Linked DNA regions of Hordeum vulgare: region 1 is linked to region 2. The links are chromatin contacts, called in public Hi-C maps. All regions are on one chromosome and are shown on one strand. Each heading gives the region's core, a stretch centred on a gene start, on an enhancer-like site or on the middle of the called end of the contact. The rest is flanking DNA. Distances are from core to core; before and after follow the strand shown.

Region 1 (6,960 bases), core at 1,476-3,975, 210 kb before region 2:
TAGTATATGATACTCTCTATTACGGACAGGCTAAGGTTACAAACCCACTTTACATGTATTAAGGTAAAAATTAATGCTGGTTTAAGCCAATGTTCACAGCTAGCTTTAGTTCTTGTTGGATGAGTTAATTAATGTGATTTTTTGTCCAACCCACAACACAGCCAACCCTCTCACTCCTCATTGGGCGATTAATACAGCACTTGTGCAAACCAACCTTCTCATCCTCGCATGCATGCAAATGATATTAATGTCCTTGATTGCTGGTATGATCCAAACCCCATCATTTTTACCTTGATTAATGTTAATTGCCTTATATAGCTGCAAATTATAATTTTTGTAATGGATTTGTATTAAAAAAAATGGAGAGAATACACCATAAGCTACCACCTACAACTGAAGCCTGTTGCAGATTTCTAATCAGCTATGCCGAGTCACTTCGATGACTCAACCATTTTGCAACAGCAGATATCATCAAACGGGAGGGTTTAAGCCTTGCTCTATAATGGTCTACTTACCCAATGAATATCGAGATGGACTGCATGGATGCGGTCAAGTTGATCAATTCGTCCGCCGCTGACAGATAGTCACATACATAGAATGATAGTTCAGGATATTAAGAGGATCTTTGATGAAAGGGATATCTCTATTGCTCATGTAAGTCAAAACCAAACCCTCTGTTAGCCACACCCTTGCTGCTTCCGGCCGATCCAATTTGGTTGCGATCTAGACCTGCAGCCGTTCATCTGCTTTGTAGTAGGAACGAATTCTTCAATAGTTGAGCAATGAAGTCCCTTTTACCCCGTAGAAAAATAAGCTGAGATATGGTCTAAAAAATTTGAGATATGGTCTTCGCGCGCAGGAGCAGCCAAGATTCTGGCGGTGTCGCTACTGTCTGCACGGGAACAAGTAGCGTCTGGTGGTAGGCTCGCCGTCGCCGTGCTAGAAGAGGAGCCTATACAGATGGGCGTATGAGCGCACGAGGACGGACACGGCCGCGACCCCATCTCGAGCCGTGCGAAACTGTCAGGTCTATCCAGTACTACCCAGTCCTCATCAACACACCGAAACGCAAATGCCCAGAGGCCAGAGTGATGGATAGATTCAGGCTCGTAGTAAAGAACTGTGTATCGGCCAGCAGAACGCATGGATGCAGTAATGATAAAGCTAGTGCTGCCGGGTGACCAAGTCAAGTCTTAACCCTAATCGCTGTTGCTGGCGCGCATCGATCCAAATTAGCTCACGGTGAGAGAGGAGGAGACTGGATCCGTGATTACCCGGGAATTAAGGGAGTAGACGCTGCCACCTTTTCCGTCCCGCAGGCATCGCATGCATGCACCGCAGGCAGGGCCACCTGACCGGCACCAGATTCTCAAAACAAAAGGGTTGTTTTCGACTCTTTGCAATGCCATCTCGAAAAAGTGTTCCGTCCCGTTTTATAAATAAAACAACAAAGCACATATAAAAAAGCATACAATTCAACACCGCACGCATCCAAGGCAGATAAAGGGGCTGACGATATAGAATACTCCAAAACGGTGCTTATAGATGCCCAGGAAACTCGCTTAACCTGTTGATTATAGATGAGTAGCACTAGTAATGCACTAGAGTGCGTACAACTAACTAAGCTAAGCTAGCTATGGCTGGAAATGTGGAGAGTGCTAGATAGAGGAGGTGGTAGACATGCGCGCGTGATGATGATGTAATAGTCCGAGTCTCAAGGCAATCGATCGATGCATTTCTCTTTCTCTTTCTCGTGTGTGCCCTACGCAAGCTAAACTAGAAGCTAGCTTGCTGCTTTTTTAACGGGCAAGCTTGCTGATTCCTGCTTGATTGACAGCAATTTTGTATATATCAACAACCGGTCCTAAACTACCATTTTCATCTACGAGTGGGGTGATTCCTGCTTATCCAATCGCAAGCGAACATGTAGCGCGTACGTCGCTACGCGCCGCAAGTGGTTTCGCTTAACCACTACACACTTTCCGTTTTGTTTATCTTGTATAGAGTGTGCAAGTAGCAGTAGTTTACTGAGCTAGGTATCATGGAGCATGAACTGGTTCGTGGATGCATTGTTGGATCCGAGAAGTAATTCCCGGTTCCGATCCCCAACCCATTTGTAAGCCGAGACACCAGATCCAAATCCAAACCGGACCCCAAGAAAATGCATGGGTACACTATTCGTCTGGGAACGGGTCAGGCCTCGATCCCAAACGACACGTATACAGATAGAGAGGGACCATGGTTTCTCATGATAGAAACGTAGCACAGCTTGGATCATGATTACTACGTACTCCCAACGTCTTAAAATTCTTGTCTTAGATTTATCTAGATATAAATGCATCTAGTCATGTTTTACTATATTTATACATTTATTTTTAAACAAACTATAAAAATTATGGGACAGAGGGAGTGTTATTTTTCGAGCGGATTGGCTCGGTCCCAGAGAGAGCTCTGAAATGTAGATCTAACGTTTCTGGATCAGGCTGTTATTGATGACCCCGTGCAAAAGCCGCTGTTAGCGTGGATGCACGGCTCTTTTTTTTTTTTTTTTGCGGGGAGACGCACAGCTCTATCGGCACATGGATAATTTGTCACGCTCACACTGCATGCACACTGTCTTGGCCGCTGGACATTTTTGTACACAAATTTGCTATCCGGTTCCGTGCCTCGGTGGCACGTAGACGCGCACGATTTTAATTTTTAAAATATAAGTGGTCCTCTTTGCGCCAGGCCACCAACCATCTCATTTCGCATTGATCTGCACGGTTGGCCTAGTCCATACTCCAACCATGCAGAGTACTCTTCCTATTTTTAAATATAATTTTTTTTAGAGATTTCATTACGTTCGATACACGAAGTAAAATGAATGAATTTATATTTTAAAATATGTTTATAAATATTCACATGTAATTCATTAATGAAATTTTTAAAAAAACTTATATTTAAGAAGGAAGGTAGTACATTCGTGTATACATGTATGCTGTGGTCCTGTAGTACTGCTCGGTCGATCGATGGCATATACGGAGCAGCAATGAAATCGCTGCCAAGTTTGTACAGGAATGCGCCTCCAGATCGAGGGGGCTTGGCACAGGGACGCTGCCACGCCAGGGGAGGACTAGTTCTGGCGATCGTTTACCATGTCTACTCTGACAAGAAAAACTTGGCCCCATGACGCAGTGGCAATAGAAAAAACGCGTGCAGTTAGTTGGTACAGGAAGAAATTGGGGTTCGTGGATAGGGATATCGTAGAAAACAATACTATGTGCGTCGAGAAGGGTATAATATTGTTTCTGGAATAAGCGTACCATCACTGACTGTCACCGTTCCATAAACAAAAACACCGTCATGTACCACTCAATCAGAAGCTGATGGGAGACCTTGTCCAAAGAATGGGACACGTTAGAAAGGGAATATATACATTTAGATTAGGCCAAATGGAGCGGAGGGGGAGGGCCATGGCTTTTCTATCCAGAGTTTTAATCGCGACGGGGTTAGAAGGACTTCAGCAGCACACAGCAGCTAGCTAGTCCGTTTAAGAAATTCAGGAACTTGCAGAATTTAAGAATCACCGGGCTCAGAGCAGCGCAGTATTCTTTTCTCTTGAGCTGTCAGGAATAATGGAAACATCTGATTCTCTGTGGCTGCAACACTACTATAACGGAGATGTAATTGCCATGGGATGGGATGCATAGTTATCCGGTTAATTAGATCAGAGCAAGTCTAGCGTCTTGGCTTTCAAGGAGAGTTTGCTCCGGGATGAACAGAAAAGGTAATAGTAAAATCATTCAAGAAATTATTATCCTTTTGCCGATGTTCTGGTTAGTTTTTTTTAAAACGCGGAGTCCAATTCATTATCCTTCTCACTCACAATGAGTAACAAGCATAGGCACACTTGTTGGCGAACAGGACCGACCGTCGACATCAGAAGGACAAACTGCGCCTCAGCTCCGAACGCCATCATCATCGTCGCTACACAAGTCGCAACGCCAACTGTCATGGGAATTATCCTCACAATAGTACCTAGGGGTACGAACGAAGGAGCGAAGTCTAATTAGGCGCAACGGATGCACTCGGATGTACGAGTTCAGGCCCCACTCGGAAGTGGTAACATCCCTACGTCTCGAGCCCTGAGGCTGATGTTTTCTTATGGGGTAGGTAAGATTACAAGGTGATGAACCCTTGAGCTCGAGCCCGGGAGTGGCTTATATAGTACATGTCATGACAGACCGAGCTTCATTACAAGGTGAGATGATGCTAATAAATAGGAAAGTTACTAGAAACGACAGCTATAACTCTCGGCGTTACTCGTAACATGGGTCTTCAGTGCACTTCATGTGATGGATTAAGTCCTTAGCCGTTGCAGCCTTTTCGGTGCCTTCACCTTGCTGTGGTCCGAGTGCGAGGATGCATCCGACTGATACAAGGTGATCCGAGTGACTCCACGCACGCCGAGTGACGATATGTTGTATCGAGTGAGGTCGATACTACACCGGTGACTTTAAGGACACTGATGTCTGTAAGGGGTCCTAGGTGGGCCTAGGGAAGCAGGTCCGTAGGCCTACCCGTAATGTACAACCCCATCAGTAGCCCCCGAATCGGTTGAGGTTTTGGAGACCGAGTGAATGACTTCCTTCGATGTCTCCAACATTTTGGAGATTCTTGGGTTGTAGCTCGGGGCTGCTTCATTCAGACTCTCGGCAAACCTACACGGATTCAAGAGTGACGAATTCCGACTACCTGGTCATACATGTATGCCCACAGTCGGTAGTGACCGATTATCTTTTGGGGAGATAGATCCCACGAGTTGGGCGAACGAGAGCTCTGAACTATGTGTGCTCAATCGGCGAGTTGTGACGGATCCCCACTTGCATTGAGGCAAGGACGATCAGGTCGTCCTCATTGGTTTCCCGGATGATCAGGGTCCCGTGGGGGGGGGGCGAAAAGAACATTCGGCACACCTCGTCACACGTCGTGGATACGGAATCCATTCGGGATATGAGGCGGGACGATTTTTTCGCAGCTTTGGAACTGAGGGAACGCGCGCGGGGGCGGCGGTTTCGGCGGAGACGCCGGTAGTGGAAGTAGTGGGATGACGCCCCGATTTCCATGCGTGTGATGTCGCTGTCATGCTACAGTGCACCCCATCCTCGGGATACTATAGATCTTCCTCGGCCGGGGATGTACTCGATATGGAATCTCCCTGTTAGGTATTTAAGTAGCGAGGTGGAAGGGAGAGGAGACCGTGCCTCAGAATCAAGTCCTTTCCATCTCTGCTTCCTACTCTTGCCACCAACGCGAAGAACCGCCGGCTGCCCCTAACGATTCCCAGCCCCGACTTCTCCGCAGCCTAGCATGGTGAAGGGAGCGACATCGAAGGCTGAGCGGGCCAAGAAAGGGACACATGGATCTTCTTCGAGCGCTGGAGGGCAACCACGAGGATGGATCCACGGCGACTGGATGTCGTCCCGAGTCTTGGAGGGGTGGCTGCTGGAGCTGGAGGGTGAAGGCGTGGTCGCACAGGGGAGCTGGCGACTGCCCGAGGATGGCGAGTTAGAACGAGTACCTCAGAACGACGAGCGAGTGCTCCTGGTCACCCACATCGAGAGAGGTTTTTCTTTGCCTCCACATCATTTTTTCCGAGCGTTTCTTGGTTTCTTCGGGGCTCGGCTCCACTACCTTTCCCCCAGTGTTGTCTCGTACCTAGACGCATTTGTGTCCCTGTGCGAGAATTACCTCGGGTGTCACTATGGAAATATGCCCAAGAGGAAATAACAAATTGGTTAATATTATATTTCCTTCTTCATGATAATCGTTTATTATCCATGCTAAAAATGTATTGATTGGAAACTCAAATAAATGTGTGGATAGATAGACAACACACCGTCCCTCGTGAGCCTCTAGTTGACTAGCTCGTTTCCTGGCCATAGGCAAGTGTTGTCACTTGATAACGGGATCACATCGTTAGGAGAATGATGTGATGGACAAGACCCAAACTATAAACGTAGCATATGATCGTGTCAGTTTATTGCTACTGTTTTTCTGCATGTCAATGTATGTGTTCCTATGACCATGAGATCATGCAACTCCCGGACACCGGAGGAATACCTTGTGTGTATCAAACGTCGAACGTTAGTGGGTGACTATAAAGGTGCTCTAGAGGTATCTCCAAAGGTGTCTGTTGGGCTGGCAAGGATCAAGACTGGTATTTCTCACTCCGTGTGACGGAGAGGTATCTCGGGGCCCACTCGGTAATACAACATCACAACAAGCCTTGCAAGCTATGTGACTAAGGAGTTAGTTATGGGCTCTTGTATTACGGAACGAGTAAAGAGACTTGCCAATAACGATATTGAACTAGGTATGGAGATACCGAGGACCGAATCTCGGGCAAGTAACATACCGAAGGACAAAGGGAACAATATACGAGATTAACTGAATCCTAGACATAGAGGTTCAACTTATAGAGATCTTCGTAAAATGTGTAGGAGCCAATTGTTGGAAATATGCCTTAGAGGCAATAATAAATTAGTTATTATTATATTTCCTTGTTCATAATAATCGTTTATTATCCATGCTAGAATTGTATTGATTGGAAACTCAAATACATTTGTGGATACATAGACAACACACTGTCCCTAGTGAGCCTCTAGTTGACAAGTTCGTTGATCAAAGATGGTCATGGTTTCCTCGCCATAGGCAAGTATTATCACTTGATAACGGGATCACATAATTAGGAGAATCATGTGATGGACAAGACCCAAACTATGAACGTAGCATATTGATCATGTCGTTTTATTGCTATTGTTTTCTGCGTGTCAAGTATTTGTTCCTATGACCATGAGATCATATAACTCACTGGCACCGGAGGAATACCTTGTGTGGATCAAACGTCGCAACGTAACTGGGTAACTATAAAGGTGCTCTACAGGTATCTCCGAAGGTGTCCGTTGGGTTAGTATG
Region 2 (6,017 bases), core at 2,336-4,835:
AATTTAAATAATTTAGAACTTTGAAAAACTTTTGCAATTTATAAAACTGAGAATTTTGAAATAAAAGTTTGAAGAAAATATAAAATGTTTCTGAAATCAAAAAATGCTCAGGATTTTTGTAAAAATATTTGCGTATTCAGAAAAATGTTCATAATTTTAAGAACAATGTTGGTGAAAACAATAAAAGTCCATGATTTTGAAGAAAAAAATTGTGTGTTGTTTTTTGAGTGCAATTGAAAACAATGTTTGCTAATTCAAAAAATGTTCATGCATTTTAAGAAATGTCCTAAAATTTTAAAGATATAATATGATCAGCATCATTGGAGATTATAATTGTTTTTCTCCCGTTGCAACGCACGGGTCCTTTTGCTAGTAACTCTGAAAAAACTAGATTTTGACGGAATGTTACCCATACTAGCAAAAGGGCCCGTGCGTTGCAACGGAAGAAAAAATGTTACACGCTTTTAATTTATAAAAAATGATGTATAATCTGAGATTTTTTAGTTACGACACAAACAAAGATGAACTTACCCTACAAAAGTGCAATTCAAGATTTCCACTCGCCAAATGTCACATGGGAGCATAAAATAGATTCAAAATTCAGCAACCGCTCTGTATGCATATCTGACCGATATTGTGTACGTCGGGCGTCGCTGTGCTCGCATGCATACTGTCGTACGTGAGTGAAAGAAATCAAGATGAACTAACCCAGAGGTCATTGGGACAAAAATAATTGTTCGCGGTCTAGTTAGTGGTATACAATTTGACAACCTATCATAGATAGTTGGCCTCTTTAAAAAATAATCCATTTTATTTCTCCTCCCAATTCCTATCACTTGATTTAAATCAGTCTGATAAAAAAAAAGAAGAAAAGATAAACGAAAATAAGAAAGCAAAAATTGCTTTGATTTGAATCAACCCGGTAGAACAAAAGAAGAAAAGGTAAACAAAAAAGAGAAAAAAATAAATGAAAATTGCTTGATTTGGATCAGCCTAATAGAAGAAAAGAAGAAAAGGTAAAAAAAAAGAAAAAAGTATGCTAGAAAAGGTAAACAAAAAAGGAAAAAAAATTGCTTGATTTGAATTAGCCTGATAGAAGAAAAGAAAAAAAGGTAAACAAAAAAGGAAAAAAATATGCTAGAACAGTACTCGAACCCGGGTGTTCCGGGAAGAAGGGGCGCGCCCAAGCCACTACACTAGGACAGCTTAGTTGCCAAATTGCGATTCAACATCTTATAAACCAATACATGGCGGAGCGATTTGTGATAAAAAAGGAACTTTTTTTTTACTTATGGATGGCATAGTGGGTAATTTTAAGCAACTTTAGGGGTAATATTTATGACGTACGACAGAAGCATTATTTGCTTTATTAGTAGGTAAAGATAAATCAAAATGATTATAAAAATATTAAAAGCGTGTGGTATTTTTTCTCCCGTTGCAACGCACGGACCCTTTTGCTAGTTATTTACAAAATGCCTACGAAAATGCACATAAATTATTATTGTGCCGAGTGTGTCACCCTGCGCTTGGTAAATTGCTTACTATAGCAAAAGGGCCCGTGCGTTGCAACGGAAGAAAAAAAAATTATAATCTCCAATGATGATGATCACATTACGTTCACACATCATCACTTGATTTTGAAATTTTATACATAAATGCAAGAAAATATTTCTTCTTTTAAATTTATTCACAAGTTGAAGCAAGCTTTACATTTTTTTTAAAAAATATCATGTTTGTAAAAAATCTTGGCAATTGAAAGAATTGTTCTGAATTTCAAGAATATTTTATAGAAAACATACAATAATAATCCAATCCACCCGGCACAAACATTTACAAAAAATCATGTTTTTTTATTTTAAACGGGTTTTAAGTATTTTATTTTCTCCACACTTGAACAATTCTAGCATAGACGAATATATTTTCTGAAATTGGAGGATTTTTTTTAAATTCACGAACATTTTCTGAAGCGCATGAAATTTTTCTGAATAAACAAACATTTTTATAAATCAGTAATCTATTTTCTAAATTCACGGACATTGTTTTTAATATGTGAAAATTAAAGGTATTTACACCTCAGAGAAGCATCGGAGGAACAAAATAGAAGTATATCGCAGGACTAACAATTTGATGGCCTAAATGATTCACAATGTTAAAAAAATCATGCATGATGATTCACATCAGTAACTTGCGTGCAACGGGACATACGTACGTATAATATCGTAAAAGTTAGGGTTTTTTCTGTAAAATGCGGACAAAACGGATTGCGGGTTGATTTCATGAAAACATAAGGGTCTTTCTGCAAGACAACAAAAAAACGGTTCGTGCTTGTCACTTATATCCGGACTGTGGGTTGATTTGTGAAAAACGCAAGGGTTTTTCTGCAAAATGGCCGACGACGCACGGCAGAAACACTAAGCGCTTTATTATTAGGGGAGACTAGGTATAAATTTCGATCTCCTAATTTCACCCTTTCATCTAAAAGCACAGAGGTCCTCAATCTCTCGAGAGATGTTTCTTTCCTTGTTAGAGAACAAATCAACCTTTACCTTATCAAGGAGGGAATCGCTCAAACCTGTTTCTGTGTGGATCTCAAATCCTTCCAGATGCGAGGGTTTCACCTTCCCCCTTGGTTCCTCCAGAGTCGACAAGAGAATCGTCATGGACTCCTTGCACTTGTCCGATCAATCCGTCACATAGGACGCGGTGCTATCCCAGACCACCTTTTTTCTTTTCTTCATTTTTTCTTCTCTTTCCCTCTCTTCCTCTCCACCAATAAGGAAAAAATTAAGATAAATGTTGACTGAAAGGACAAACTTGTAAACAATACACAACGAAGACCAGATCTAAATAAATCCACCAAAGACTAACATCAATTGAATCCCGCAAGATCCGACAAAGACACACCACCACACCCCCTCCGATGATGCTACACGCATCATCAGACGGGGATCAGACATGAGGGACATCGTTTCTCGCAGGAGACATCATCGACTCCACACAATCCTAACCAAGACGTCGAATGAGTGGTCGTTCGCACCTCCATGGCCCAAAGGCCATGGGAGGCGAGGAAGACCGCGGAGCCACCGATGGGAGAAGGGAAAATCCTAGTCGCCTAAGAGTAGTTTGTTGCGGAGGAGGAAAGGATACGTTCATTGTTTACACCCAGATTTTGTTACTCAACAATATAATGTTTTACATAGCCTGGGGCTCCAAAAGCCAACCATAACGACTTGGAACAAGCTGTAGCGACTTTCGAGCTATATTATGGTCATCCTGATTAGACTATCTTTCTTCTTGCTTGAACATTTCGTGTGTGAATAATTATTTCCATAAAGTTGTCGATCCAGATATGATACTGCTTTTGATTTTTTTTTTGTCCTAAAGTTTAGAAGTGTTATAACCGTGCATCTTTTCGGCCATCTCAAGTAACTATCGTTTTTAATTGTTGGAACTGCATTATTGGGTGTTTGCGGCTGTTAGGGTTCTAAACTCCGCATGGGCTACATTAGCAAACAGAGGAGTGCTACATGGGCTGGGCTGCTACTCCCGTAAAGAAATCAGAATACTTGCATTGTACGGGCCTTAGATCGCACGATTCCGCACGATGACCGCCGCTGTCGGCCTCTCTGTGCCTGCTTGGAGGCCCAACTACTTACCAACCCACCTGAAAAACAGGGTCCTCCTATATGTCGCAGCCTGAAACGAATTGACGTCGATTCGCATAACGGTCATTTTACTCGCACAATGTACGTGCCCCGAGTGGGCTGGCCCATTGGCGATGTTGGGCGAGCACATCATATTGATGTGAAGTAAAGTCACAAAAATGCATAGAGGATGGAACCCAATACTCACGCTCGTGAAAGGGTATTTGATAGCTAACGGAGTTAGCGAGTGCACGTTATCAAACCAGCGCAAAATTATAAGAAAAACTAGCGACACATTTGAAAACTTTTTAAGATAAGTTTGGAAAATTCCTTGGAAATTGTAAAGGATGTTTAAAAGATAAAAAAGTTTGAAAATAAAAAAACTTACTGAACATGGATTTCTTTGAATGCATGAACAATTTTTGAAAAATGAAGACTTTTTCAAGTTGTGAACAAGTTTGAAATTATGATTTTATGAATTTCTAATATCTTTGTACAAGCAAAATAACTTTTGAAAATTCGAAGTTTTCTGAAAAAGCACAAATAATTTTAAAAAAATGAGTTTTCTTGAAAAAGAGTGAATAATTTTGACACATCAAATAAAATTGCGAGTTTTTTTTTATTTTTTTGAACATTTTCTGAAAACATTTTTTTTCTGAACATTCCTATACATTTTCAAAACTATGACAATTTTTTTAACTTCGGTGAATTATTTATTGGTAAAAAAAATAATTTAAATACCATGGTATTTTTAAAAACCAAGAAATCTTTTTGAAATTCAAAAATGGTTTAAGGCTTTTTTTTGAATTGTGATTTTTTTTTTGAAAAATAGGATCACTTTTTTGAATTCTTTACAATATTGAAAATTCGAAGCATTTTGAGAAAAATAATGATAAAATGGAAAAAGGGGAAACTAAAATAAAAACTAGAAACTACAAAAAAACCAACCTTCTAGATGGTTTGCAAAACTGGCGAGGAACCTTTTAGAAAGTTCCCAAAAGCGGAATCCGCAGAATACTTTGCGGGCCGGCCCATACCTCTTGCTCTCCCTCACTGTACGCTTAAGGCGCTGAATAGAAGCTCCGCCCGAACATCTTCCCGGTGCTTATGTACCCCGTGTCGTGGGCTGGCCTAATATGAATGCGAGCGCTTATCCGTTCGTGCATGAGAAAATGTTGAGCGGTCTCACAAAATCACTAATTAAGAAATATATGTTTTAAAGATCACACACACCTTTTCAAGTTACAACAAGTGGCACACTGAATGCGTGTCACTTGTTGCAACCTTACAGTTTTCACTTTTTTCGTAGATGCGTATTTTTAAAATGTTTTATCTTCTAAACCGTGCATTCAAATGTCAAACTGTTTTCACCGTTGGATTTCTCGCGTTGAGATATTCAAATCTAGATCCTATGTCGATAGATTTTGACGGACTTCTTTTACGAAAAAAACCGTGTCACTCGTGATAGGAAAAACCAGAAAACAGGTTCTTCCCCCTTCAAAGAGGCACGACCGTGCCTCTCACAAAGGTAAAATTATGCCTCTCACGAAAAACGTGTTTTCCTTTCCGAAAGGCACGGGCGTGCCTCTCACGAAGGCCAAACCGTGCCTCTCGCGAAAAAATGGGAAAACACATTGTTTTCCTTTCCAAGAGGAACGGTCGTACCTCTCGTGAAGGTAAAATCGTGCCTCTCGCGAAAGACAAATCATGCCTCTCGCGAAGGTAAAACCGTGTCTCTCGCAGAAACAAAACAAAAAACATATTTTTCGTGAAAAAAATCTGATTTTTTCGTCAAAAAGCTAAGAAAGACCGATGAAAAACCAGAACATCAAGTTTAAAAAAAACTTAAAAGCCAAAAACGCGTGCAAAATATAAAATAAAAACAAAATTCAAAGGAAGCGCTCGGCGGCACGGCGTTTTCTCTGGCCGCGTCGCGTATCTCAAAAGTCCGACCTCCCTTGGCGGCGGACGGGCATATCTAAGGATGTCTTTAGCTGAGGCGGGTGGCGGCGGTAGTTGGCCGAGGTGGGGCGCTCGCGCTCGAGGCCGCGCCGCCTCTGCCTTCTTCCGGTGGGCACACAACTGCGGATGTGCCCTGGAGGGCCCCGATCTGGGTTCTTCCGAGCCTGACGCGGGCTGGTGAGGCTGGGAAGGCGGATCTGCGCCTTCCTGCCTGTGCGGTGGAGTCCCACGCGGGGGCTCGCGCAGTGGCGGCTGCGGGCGGGCGGGCATGCCCTATCCGGGCATGTTCAGGCATGCGTTGGTGCTTACGGTCCGGCGGTGAAAGGTGCAAGGGTGCTGGGGCTGCGTGGAGTTGGGTGCGGTGTGGTCGGCTCTTGGTAGTGTGGTTGCGTGTGGATTCTCCAGATGAAA

The links. Hi-C and Micro-C count contacts between places; a contact is called where the count stands out from the background.
Region 1: a Hi-C map of leaf shows a contact between it and region 2, with 4 times the contacts expected there. The contact joins two enhancer-like sites. A contact is called at or near these places in 2 of 6 Hi-C or Micro-C datasets (leaf and seedling).

What each region holds. Positions count from the first base shown.
Region 1 is chr4H:559,971,191-559,978,150 of MorexV3_pseudomolecules_assembly, reverse strand. No RefSeq gene overlaps it. Among protein-coding and RNA genes, the nearest start is that of LOC123449510, 46 kb to the right of the region's middle. Within about 2 kb of position 2,725, at least 3 of the 3 cell types and tissues checked have open chromatin away from gene starts, as enhancers often do. A contact at or near this core is called in leaf and seedling, where this site is marked.
Region 2 is chr4H:559,759,794-559,765,810 of MorexV3_pseudomolecules_assembly, reverse strand. No RefSeq gene overlaps it. Among protein-coding and RNA genes, the nearest start is that of LOC123447029, 59 kb to the right of the region's middle. Within about 2 kb of position 3,585, at least 3 of the 3 cell types and tissues checked have open chromatin away from gene starts, as enhancers often do. A contact at or near this core is called in leaf and seedling, where this site is marked.